Linked DNA regions of Hordeum vulgare: all the other regions are linked to region 2. A link is a contact called in public Hi-C data. All regions are on one chromosome and are shown on one strand. Each heading gives the region's core, a stretch centred on a gene start, on an enhancer-like site or on the middle of the called end of the contact. The rest is flanking DNA. Distances are from core to core; before and after follow the strand shown.

Evidence for each region. A called contact is a pair of places that touch in the nucleus more often than the background predicts.
Region 1: a Hi-C map of leaf shows a contact between it and region 2, with 4 times the contacts expected there. The contact joins the promoter of LOC123405738 here to the enhancer-like site in region 2. A contact is called at or near these places in 3 of 6 Hi-C or Micro-C datasets (leaf and seedling) and 1 of 1 datasets of contacts at active chromatin or transcription factors (embryo).
Region 3: a Hi-C map of leaf shows a contact between it and region 2, with 2.9 times the contacts expected there. The contact joins two enhancer-like sites. A contact is called at or near these places in 2 of 6 Hi-C or Micro-C datasets (leaf and seedling).

Annotation. Positions count from the first base shown.
Region 1 is chr6H:522,746,192-522,749,765 of MorexV3_pseudomolecules_assembly, reverse strand. It overlaps LOC123405738, which reads right to left and starts at 1,284. Exons shown (of 2, transcript XM_045099314.1): 1 at 353-1,284. The coding sequence starts at 1,284. The coding sequence ends at 358.
Region 2 is chr6H:522,581,424-522,584,997 of MorexV3_pseudomolecules_assembly, reverse strand. It overlaps LOC123402848, which reads left to right. Exons shown (of 19, transcript XM_045096809.1): 19 at 1-702. Among protein-coding and RNA genes, the nearest start is that of LOC123403493, 17 kb to the right of the region's middle. Within about 2 kb of position 1,392, at least 3 of the 3 cell types and tissues checked have open chromatin away from gene starts, as enhancers often do. A contact at or near this core is called in leaf and seedling, where this site is marked.
Region 3 is chr6H:522,419,524-522,423,286 of MorexV3_pseudomolecules_assembly, reverse strand. No RefSeq gene overlaps it. Among protein-coding and RNA genes, the nearest start is that of LOC123403564, 72 kb to the right of the region's middle. Within about 2 kb of position 2,271, at least 2 of the 3 cell types and tissues checked have open chromatin away from gene starts, as enhancers often do. A contact at or near this core is called in leaf, where this site is marked.

The DNA.
Region 1 (3,574 bases), core at 35-2,534, 160 kb before region 2:
CGCAGTTTTTCCAACAAGATGTTACTTGGTTCGCACTGAAGTCTGAAGGGGAGCATAACTGCAGAATTTAACAGCACCTTCTAGCTGACGGGATAACAGTTGCTGCACTACCATTTATGACAAAATATTCTCATAGCGACATTTACATAACAGAACGCACATCAACTGAGTTGATGTGCTAATTTGGAAAACTCGATTTCCAAGCAATTTTACAACGCGAATCTACTGTAATTGACCCTAACAGGCACTGAATAACAGAATGCACAGCAGCTGTAAGATGATTACCCAGCAAGAAGTTGTTAAACTGGTGAAGCAAATAGCATACTAGCAGACCAGATGCAACATGTCATACCCGAGCTAGGGGCCGAGGCCCTTAATGGCCTCAAGGAGCAGGCCGTAGACCTCCTTGGCCAGATCATGCCGCTTAATCTGCGAGTGCACTTCTGCATCCAGCTGCCGCCTCCACTTGGCTTCGATCCATCTCGCGTCTTCTGTTGCTAGCTTTGACAGCCCCTTCTCCAGGGACACGCCGGACAGCGCGGGACCATCCGTCTTCCAGTACGCATCGAGCACCTCGGTGGCCACCGGGAGCATGGCTGCCGCGTCTGGGACGGTGCCGCGCCCGCGCTCCTCCTCGTCCTCCTCGTCCTCCTCGTCCTCCGGCGCGTCGGGAGCCAGGTCGAAGTTGGCGCCCCAGACCTTCTTGCAGAGGTCGCGCAGGCGCTGCTCGTGCCGGCTGACGACCGCGGACGGCACGGCGTGGTCGAACTTGCTCTTGAGCCGCTTCAGCTTGTAGTACACCTTGGGCTGGTCGATGTGCGGGGAGATGGAGCCCCTGATGGCGTCGAAGAGCGCGCCCATGTCCGGGAGGCCCGGGACGCGGCCGTGGCGGCCGCGGAAGGCGGCGGCCGCGTTGAGGAGCGCGACCTCGTCGGCGTCGCTCCAGACCACGCCGTAGGATCTGGCGCCCGAGGAGGACGCGGCGGGCGCGCTCGCGGCGAGCGCGGCCAGCGCGGCGGCCTCCTGGAACGCGCGGACGGGCCTGCGCATGGCGGGCGAGGGCGAGGAGTCCTGGGGTGGCGCGCGGGCCCTGCGCTCGGCGGGCGCGGTCACCGCGTCGGAGCCCGGGGGCGCGCGGGGCCTGCGCGTGCGCTCGCTCCTGCGGGCGGGGGAGCCGCGGGGGCTAGGGTAGGGCTCCGGGCGGCCGTCGTCCGGCCGGGGCCTGGGGCGAGACGAGCGCTTCCTCGACCCCGGTGGCGACGGGGTCGCCGCGTCGGCCTCCATGGCGCTCCTGGCCGGCCGTTGCCTTGGATGGCGTGGGCGGGTGCGAGGCGTGGGCGCGTGCGAGTGCGGGGCGTGCGCGTCGTGGGCTCGTGAGGTTATCGAGTTGGGCGCTGTGGAGGCCGGGCTGGGGTGACCAGAGGGCAGACAGGCAGCAGAACTTGAGGGTGTGTTTGTTATCAAAAACAAAAAACAAAAAAAACTTGAGGGTGTGTTATAATGTTTGGTCTGCATTGCATGAAATTTAAAACACCTACGAACCAGGCCCAACTGCAACATCCGAATCGACAGTTTTTCGAAAGCCATACTCAGCCGAAGCAGGGAAGGGGAACGTGGCGCTGAGCTCGTGCGATCACGAAGGTGACACCAGCTCACGCGTGTCTTTGAAAAATCGGTGGGAAGATTTCGGCTCAACTCCCTCCGATTCGGCAGCTATTTAGCCCCCTTCTCCTCACCACCCAAACTCATGTCATCCTTCTCCTCCCTTTTGAGCTTTCCCGTCGTTGCGCATCGACGTCGACGAGCAGGTGAACGACGCACCTTTACCATTCGGCGGCCCACGGTGGCGACGACTTCTGTCCTCAACTTCTCCAACCGTTTCCCTGTCCCATCGAGCTGCACCATGACATCTGTGAGTTCAATCACCCATTTTCATGTGTTCGTTGCAGCTAGATCTAAGAGCATGTAGTGGTAGGGTTTGATATGCAAGCATGTGATAGGGTTGATTCGTGCGTCGATCGGTGAGCAGATGGTAGATTCTGATGTTGTGGTAGCTATTGGTGGTGGAATTCTAGCATGCTAGAGTAGTATGATAGTGATGAGCGTAATGGATGCATAGCTAGTTGTGATGTATGCTCCTCCTTTCGATAGGTCGCCCGGTACTGTGTGTGCTATGCTTACTCTCAGTGTGTGCTATGATTGTAGAACATGATCATGCAGACGGAAGAGCTTAGTCAGACCCTTGTCATGTCTGATAGCCAGTTCGGTGTGTCCTATGTCGAGGACCCCCACACCCTCCTTGACGAGCACATGCTTGCTGATTCAGAGGTGTCCGAGGTTTCAGCCGGTGGTTCTCGTTTTGTGTTAGTTCTGCTCGTCGAGCCAGTTGTTGTTGCTGTTGCCGCTACACTGATGGCAACCACAAAGAAAAATAATGATGGTAGGGGAACAACATGAAGTGTCAGCCGTTCATGTCCACGTTCGTGCTGAACAAGATGTATGAGATCATCTCTAGTGGGGATATGACTGACAAGGGCTTCAAGGAGGTGCACTTGAACACCGTTGCAAAGCGTATTTTCGACTTCTCTGGCTAGGAGGTGACTGCCACCCAGGTGTACAACCACCTCATGAAGCGGAGAGCTCGATGGATCCAAGTGTCCAAGCTAAGATACCTTAGCAGTGCCTCGTGGTATCATAACACTTCCTCTGTCATTTTGGAGGCACATCATCACACTAGCCATGTCGCGGTTAGCTCACACGCCCTTGTTTTTCGCACTAGCAACCATTGCTTGCTCATAACTAACAATGTTTGTGTTTATTTCTTAGGACCACACCAAAGACGCTGAGTTCCTTAACACACCCATCCAGAACTACAATCAGATGCAACAAATCTTCTAATTCGGGCTGGCAAGCGTCAAGCATGCTATCATGGTTTTGTCACGGCAGATGTCCTAGCGATAGGACTAAGTCTAGGAGCCATCGCAACTAGGTGGTTACTTGGATGGGGTTGATCGAGAACGAGAGACAAGGGTTTACCCAGTTTCAGCCCCTCCGATGGAGGTAAAAGCCGAAGTCCTGCTTTTGTGTTATTGATGATGATCTCGATTACAAGGATGCAGAATCTCTAACCTAGGTCTCGAGGATTTCTAACTTGTCCTTCCTACCTTAGGGGCTCCCCTTTGTATATAGGTAGAGGCCCTGAGTTATAACAGAGTCCGCGTCGTACTACAGCCCGTAACCCAGTTAATTCCTACTCATCTTGTCTATCAAGTATGGTAAACGTGTGACGCTTTCCTTTTATGAGATGGCCTGCCAAGTACAGGCCCATGAGCCAGCCTTCTTGCATAATCCTCCTTCATGGACCTGGGCTTCTGGACCTCTAAGGCTTGCGGTTGATCAAGCCTTGAGCTGCTACCTTGACAACCGGGTTAACTTCCTGGCGGGTTATCATGTGGGGTATATCCCCAACATTAGCCCCCGGTTTAGCTTGGGTTTACACATGTTAAACTCCATCTTAAATATGATTGGAAAACCTAAAACTTGAAACTTAACTTTGGGCTTTGTTCTCAAGCTC
Region 2 (3,574 bases), core at 143-2,642:
GTTTGGTATGAGCTGGGGTGACTTGGATGAATGGAAACATAGGTGCAATTCACCTAGCAGGGCTATACAAAGATGCCTGTCACCTGTGTATATAGATTTGTCTTTTAGAGTACAGATTTTGTAAATTTGCCTTGTACATTCCTACCTTTACAAATGCATAGTTTAGTTATGCAAAAGAGAGTGAGAATTGCCATTCCGTTTTGGCTGTAGAAGAAAATAAGGGACCTGGAAAGACTTCCGGGATGGCATTCCACCTGTGACTGGGACGCATTTGGTAATATCTAACAAGATCTGATTCATGTTATTTGTAGGAATGGAGACAGTGAAAGCAGTCTGATAGACTGGACCAGCTACTAATGTTGAGCAGGCAGTTACGGTGAGAGCCGGTATAGCACAGGCCAAGGTTGAATTGGTCCTTTTTTTGCGTTTGATTGGTACCAGGGAGTATTTATCTAGGATTAACATGATTTATGGTGTCAAGCAAGACAACAGCAAAGGGGAAGTTAACATGTCTGCCAGATTCTCAAGTTATGTGCTGGGATTCAGATATTTTGGTCTGAGACAGGTGTTTTCTGCTTGCCGTCCAGATTTGTAAAGTTTGGGTCAAATGTTGTTGGGTGGTGCTGCAAGCAACACCCACTGGCAATGTAAAAACATCTGTTCAGTTTTGTAATGGTAATTGGTGCCATTAATTGTGCTTGAGCCCTGACAGTTGGTGCCTGCTGTATGTTTCCAAGTGGTGATGGGCCTGGACACTGGAGCCAGGCATATCATGTTGTTTGTATGTATTCCTAAAGAAACGCTGATGTGGCGATTTGGCGCGGAGTCTCTTCAAAATTGTCGTTTCCCGTTTGTAGCAGTGCCAGGCTTCTGTCTGCTGTTGCATTTGGCTTCTGGGTCCTTGCTGCGTCAGATACATAGTCTCAGATACTATATGCGTGCAGATGCACTGCAAGCGCTGTTCCTGTTGCGTAGTGGTAGTATTTGGTTTGTTCCTGCTGGTGATTCACCCTTTAGCCGGTGTCTTGGGGTTGGAACAAACGACCTTGCTTTCACCACTAGGCAAAGCATGTCATCTGTGCTGTGCACTTATTTCGCCACCTCTCCCTCGTAGGAACAAGCTTTTGGTGTGCTGTTGAGACGTTTGCTTGTGGCATAAAAGCAAGCCATTCATTCACGAGCTTCCAAAAACGGGCAACTGCCTCGTGTCCTTGCCGAATCTCCTGCTGGTGAATCACGTACGGTGTCACTTGGTTTCTCTGACTACAAGCGCACACAATGGCAATGGCAAAGCTTTTGGAAGCAAGGAATACTTGCTGCCTGCAGCCCGTGGCTCCGTCGCTCTCATCGCCAAAGCGCCAAGCGGCCGGGATAGATAGATAGATAGATAGCTATAGAGCACGCACGTACCGCCGATGGAATGTCGTCCAATCCCTCCTACGTACTGTACATAGCATTGCCTCTTGATCCAGGTCCTTGGCGGCCACGCAACGCCTCTCTCCACGCGCTGTGTCCACGACCACGAGAGCAGCCGCGAGCTGCCTACTGTACATCAGTGCATGATGACAGGAGCACCGTGTGGGCTCTGTAATGAACGCGCGCGCGTGGTAAAACTGGTTTTTCGCATAGCTTAATTCCCAGCTGCATCTGACAGGCCGGGGTAAACTGTCCGTCATGTCACGTCAGCCGTGTCTCTCTCTGTGAGGCGGCCTGGCGGGCGGTATGAACACGCGCGCATTTCTTTCTTCCGGTGATTCCGACGGCGCGATGCATGATATGCCCGACCGGTCGGTAACGTTGTTGGCCGACGATCGGCGACGGGTCCCGTCGCTTGTCGTCCTAGGTTCGCAATGCAACTTGGTGGCCGGATCGACACGGTTTGTTCAATCGACCGGTTCAATCGAGACGACGGATAGATGGGACGGCCGCCGTGCTCCGCCGGGCACAAGAGCAGGCCTGTGGCGCCATGCATTCTCCCGCTTGCAAGCTAGTAGGAGTGGCAGCCAGGCGCTAGCTCGAGATTTTGCTGACACGCAGTCTGAATGGACCGTTGCTGAATTTCTACCACACGGTGTTGCAGATTACTACATGGAACGGAGTTACTGCTTCGCTCGCACGGCATCCGCAGCTTCTGCATGTTACATGCATGCATGCATGCATGCACGCACTTGTGTGGTCATCGTCACGCTGTCTTGTACACTATGGCCGCGAACGCGCCACGATGTCGGCCGATGGTGTTGTTTCTTGTAGGTCAAGTACAAGAATGAGTCGGACCCGAAAAGAGGAGCGATCGATTGGGCCGGAAAAAGAGTTCCCGCGGGCACACCAAGTTGATTGAAAAAAGAAAAGAAAAGTTGATTGATCATCGGTCGTGCGACGTCGCCTCCGGCTTTTTATCGTGGCGGTCGAGCTCCACGGATGGATCGCTTTTCACCCGGCGAGAGAGCGAAGCCAGTGCCAAAGCAGACACTTCGTGAACAAAGCGAGTAACAAAACTCAAAATTCATCTTGGTGGCACGCGCAAACTCATGACCTAATTAAAGTACGTTTAACTTAAGTGCCACCCAAACCAAGCCAGTGGTGAAGTACGTACGTACGTACATGCCGTGCAAAGGTTTGCACGGCTATCTACTCATCAAGAGCCGACGGACGGCATCTATGCGCGAGCTAGCAAAGGGAGCGGTCGTGCCCACGTGTTGGTGCAGGTAAATCATACCCTTTTTTTTTTGTTTTTTGCGGAAGGTAAGTCATACCCATTTTTTTTGCGGAAGGTAAATCATACCCATTTAATGTCATTTTTAATCTAACTAAAGTTAAATCCATTATTTCTTTCATTCAAAATCAATTAAAGTTCAATACATAAGCATGGGTTTAAACCCAATACAAACTATGAGTTTGCGTCAACGTACATATGATTGCATAGATGGACATGTTAAGAAGCAAATGAGATAGAAAAGACATAAATGCATCTACAACAGTTTGGAAATAAAATTATCCTTAAGATACATTCAACACACAACAAAAGACAAAAAGGGCTAAAAACTCACTGCCAAGTTTACTAAAACCAAATTGCTTGCCAAAGCACAAGCAGACACTTTCGATTTTCATGTGATGTTTTTTCATAATACATAATTATATAGTGCATTACAGTATGCACGTGGATCAAAGATACTCGTTATCCGTCGTCGTTGATTATTGCACATAACTAATTTCTAGAAATCGGATTGGACCCATAGTTTATATTCGCTAGTAACCAAACTGTTTGAACTCATGACCAACTATATCCAAACTGATTTCTCCACATACCCAAACTAAAACCAGACTAAAAAAACTCAGCCAAATAAAACCTGAACCAATCAAATCCAAAGTAAAAAACCGAACCGTTACATCCGGTTTTTCAATAACCATTCTCAGGTTTAGACACAGGCCCCTTGGCCAGCGAGGGAGCACACGCGTACCGAGCACGACTCGTACGCGTGTGTCGGGCCTCGGGCGTCCGTCTCGATGGCTGTCACGGGCGCGACGGCGCGAGGGTGACCGCGATGTTGGCGCGCGCAGGTACCGCGCCCATCCA
Region 3 (3,763 bases), core at 1,022-3,521, 160 kb after region 2:
TTCGCGAGTGACGGCGACGCCTGAGGGAGCCGTTCCCCTCCTTGGAGGCGTTAGTATGGAATGATCCCCTCACTTCCCCTTCCCCTAGGTCTCCCGGGTGAAAGCCCTAACTTTGTGAGGCGGCGGCGGCGCTCACGACGTCGATCCCTTCTTGAAGGCGCCGCTTTGGGAACCTTGGGGCTCGGTGGTGCTTGTGGGTGGTGGGCGACGGCGGTGGTGCGGCCCTATCCTGGCATGGATCTACGTCCGCTGCTTGGATATGGACTCGCGTAGGTGGAGGTCGTCGTTTGTCTTCATGGTGGCGTCGATGGCGGAGGCACCTGCCAAGGCTGGTACCTCCATCTGCTGTGAAGATGAACCAGTGAAAGATGATGGCGGCGACACATGTGAGTGCGTCAGACCGGTTTGTGCCCCTGATCCGGTGGTCGGGGCCTCCGGCTTTAGATGTTAGGCTTAGGTGAGAGGTCTGGGTATTTGACTCAGCTTGCACCCCTTCATCATATGGATAGGAGTAGCGGCAAATGTTGTCAAGATGGTGGATTCAGACATATTATTGTACTACTTTGTAAGCTCCTCGGGAATAATCAATAAAATGGTCGTATGCATCTCCCAGATGCAGAGACCGCGGGTCATCCTTCTTTTCTAAAAAAAAGCTTGTTGAACGACATACCTCATTAGTTATTTTGTAGTCATAGAATTGCTACATGACATGTCATTGAGGTTCTCAAACATTCATAAGGGCGTCTTTGAAGAAGGTATCGATTTTCTCAAAAGCTTCATGCTGTGCAGGATTAAGATCGCCGTCAGACATAAATTTGAATCATGAGAGTTCTAAATTTTAGTTGAACTTTGAGCCAAAAGCCTACTAGCAAAAATCCAACACGTCTTTCTCCCCCCGCTTCAAAGATTTACGCACTGCATCCAATGGTCCCAGAGGCGTTCGCCCGGAAAGTTTAAAAAGAATCTAACGTCGGATTTTTCAGCTTTTCCGAGAAAGAAACACATGTGCCAGCCGTAGAAGCTTCCATGCATGGCAGCTCTGGCAGGCCGGTAAGCGTGCGAGCAAAGCCTCCCCAGCTCCACCGAAAGATCCCTCATCCCTCCTCCGTACCACAACGGGAAAGGAAAAAGGCAAGGCAAGGCAAGGCAAGGCATCATGGCGATGCCCGCCCGCCACTATCACGGCATATGGCATATGGCGAGAGGGCACTTTTCCGGACCTGGCCTTGACTATCTCTCCCTCCCTCCCTCCCTCGGCTTTCCCCTCTGATCATGCATGGCCGCGCAACACGCGTGCGTTTGCTTGGCATCCCAGCGCGTGTATACGATCGGCATCCCGTCTCGACCGTGGGATGCGACCAGCGCGTGGACGGTGACGGCCACCAATGCAGTCTGATGGCGAGGCTTTTGGAAGGAATATTTGCCGGTGACGAGCGACGGCGACGACGATGATATGATATGGATCGATGATGGTGGCTCTCGATGGAGGCAGGGCGACGTTCGTCGCGTGCCTCCCGTGGCTCCGTCGCTCTCAGCGACAAGCGGCCGGGATAGATAGATAGATAGATAGATAGCGAGCATGTAGTGTATAGTACTGCCGATCGAATCCCTGCTGCACCACATCATGGCATCATCGACCACGACCCCACGAACATTGCCTCCTGATCGTTCGCGGCCACGCAGCACCCTTCTACGCACGAGAGCGACCACGAGCGACGGGTGGATCGAGCTGTGGTGCTGCTACGTATCCTTTGGAACCAAGGAACGCGCGGGGTACGTAGCAGCAGCTGGTTTCCGCTGCAGGAAGCTGCTTCTTGTGCAGGCCGGCCGGCCGTCGTAAAATGGTGGTCATGTCCGTCGTGCCCGTGAGGTCGTGAGGCAGTCTATGTAGCAGTATGGACACACGTATTTCTCCCGGTGATTCCGATGGCGTAACGATCGGACCGGTCGGTAGCGTTCTTGGCCCAAGATCGGCGACGGCGACGGCGACACGGGGAGTCCCGTCGCTGGCTTGTCCGTATAGGTTCGATCAGTAATACTTCCTCCGTTTCAAAATAATTGTTGCTGTTTTAATATAAAATCTGTAGTATTAAGTTAGAACTAAATTTGCGACATTTGTGATGACACAGACGAAGTAAAACATTCGTGGCTGGATCCACACGGTTTGTTCAATCAGCTAGTTCGGCCAAGACAACGGATGGGACTGGAGCCGTGCTCCCCCGGGCAGACAGCGCAAGGCACAGACCTGTGGCGCCATTCTTGATTTGCTGACGCACTGAATGACTGGCCTTGCAGATTGCATGGAACGGAGTTAGTGTTTGCTCGCACGGCACCCGCAGCTTGTGCCAGCATGCATGCGCTAGCTTATCGATTCGTCGTCCTCACGCTGTCATGTTACGGTCGCTGTCGAAGATGAGCATGTACAGCCCGGCGCCCCAAACACGTTCAAACTTTTGTCACGGTTACCAAGCGGCTTAAACGTACGTCCCGGCGCCTCAAACGCCGGACTGATTGGTATTTCTATATTCAGTTTAAATATAAAATGGATTGGAGCGTCCAGAGCGTTGGAACGCATCCGTCATTTTGGATCCGACTCAGGCTGGCCCACCCGACTTACATATAATTGTATTGATCTCATTCCTGCACCAAATCCTAACCACTCCACACAACTCTTCTCCATTTCACTTCGCCATCCAATCGTCCGTCTGGTGATCTCCGGTCTTCTCCGCCATGCCTGACAGTGGGTCTCACTCCGAACAGTCTGGATCCGTCGACTGGGATGTCATCCCGTGTCGGTGTCAATACTGACTGATCTCGAGTAGGGGGTACCAACTGTGAATCTTGGATCGATGGATAACAAGGAAAGAAGGAGACAATGTTTTATCCAGGTTCAGACCCTCTTGATGGAGGTAAAACTCTACGTTTTGCTCTTGTTTATATTGATGGTGTAGTCTCGATTACACAATTGATCTACCTCGAAAACGTATGTTGTGGTCTAAACCCTAAGAATAATGAGCATTTGAATATGAGATTGTCTATCAACTAGTCTGGCCTCGATTCCTATAATGCACCATAGGCCTAGGATAACAAGAGTCCTAATCGGCTAGTGAGTATAGAGGAGTCCTTGTCTTGATCATCAAGTCTTATAAAATCTTTCTCGTATATGTCAGTGGCTGCCCGAAGTAGCCGACGAATCCGACCCGTAGAGATAGACCGACGGCCCGAGGACCCCCTAGTCCCGGACTCCCTCAGTAGCCGCCGAACTAGCCACCAATGCCATAGTCTTGATCCTCAACATCTTCACGCGTCGAAAGTCTTCGGCCTGTGGGGCAAGTTCTTCTCCCCATTTATGATCGGCCAACACCAGTTCGGGCACCGATGAGTTCCCGATTTTCGAGCATAGTTCTTCAAGTTGAGGATGCTCCTGGGTTCTTCCGAATTGTTCTTCATTTTCGTTTGAAGGTCTTGAAAACTAATTCAACAAATCTTTCCATCTCTAATCTTGAGAATCACCGGGTGAATCCGAAGAGTTCACGCGTCGGGCATCCGAGGAGCCCCTTTAAGTTATCGGCCGTTATTAATGCCTTGTAACTTTTCATGCCACGCCTCGGGTTTGAAATATTTCCCGTGCGACGATATCCTCTTGCGTCCAAGATCAAACGTCAAACTGCATTCGAGGTGTCCACTTGCGTCCAAGCTCCAATGCCGGACTTGCCCTCTATGAGGCAAGCCACTTGCATCCAAGCTTTATGCCGGACTATTT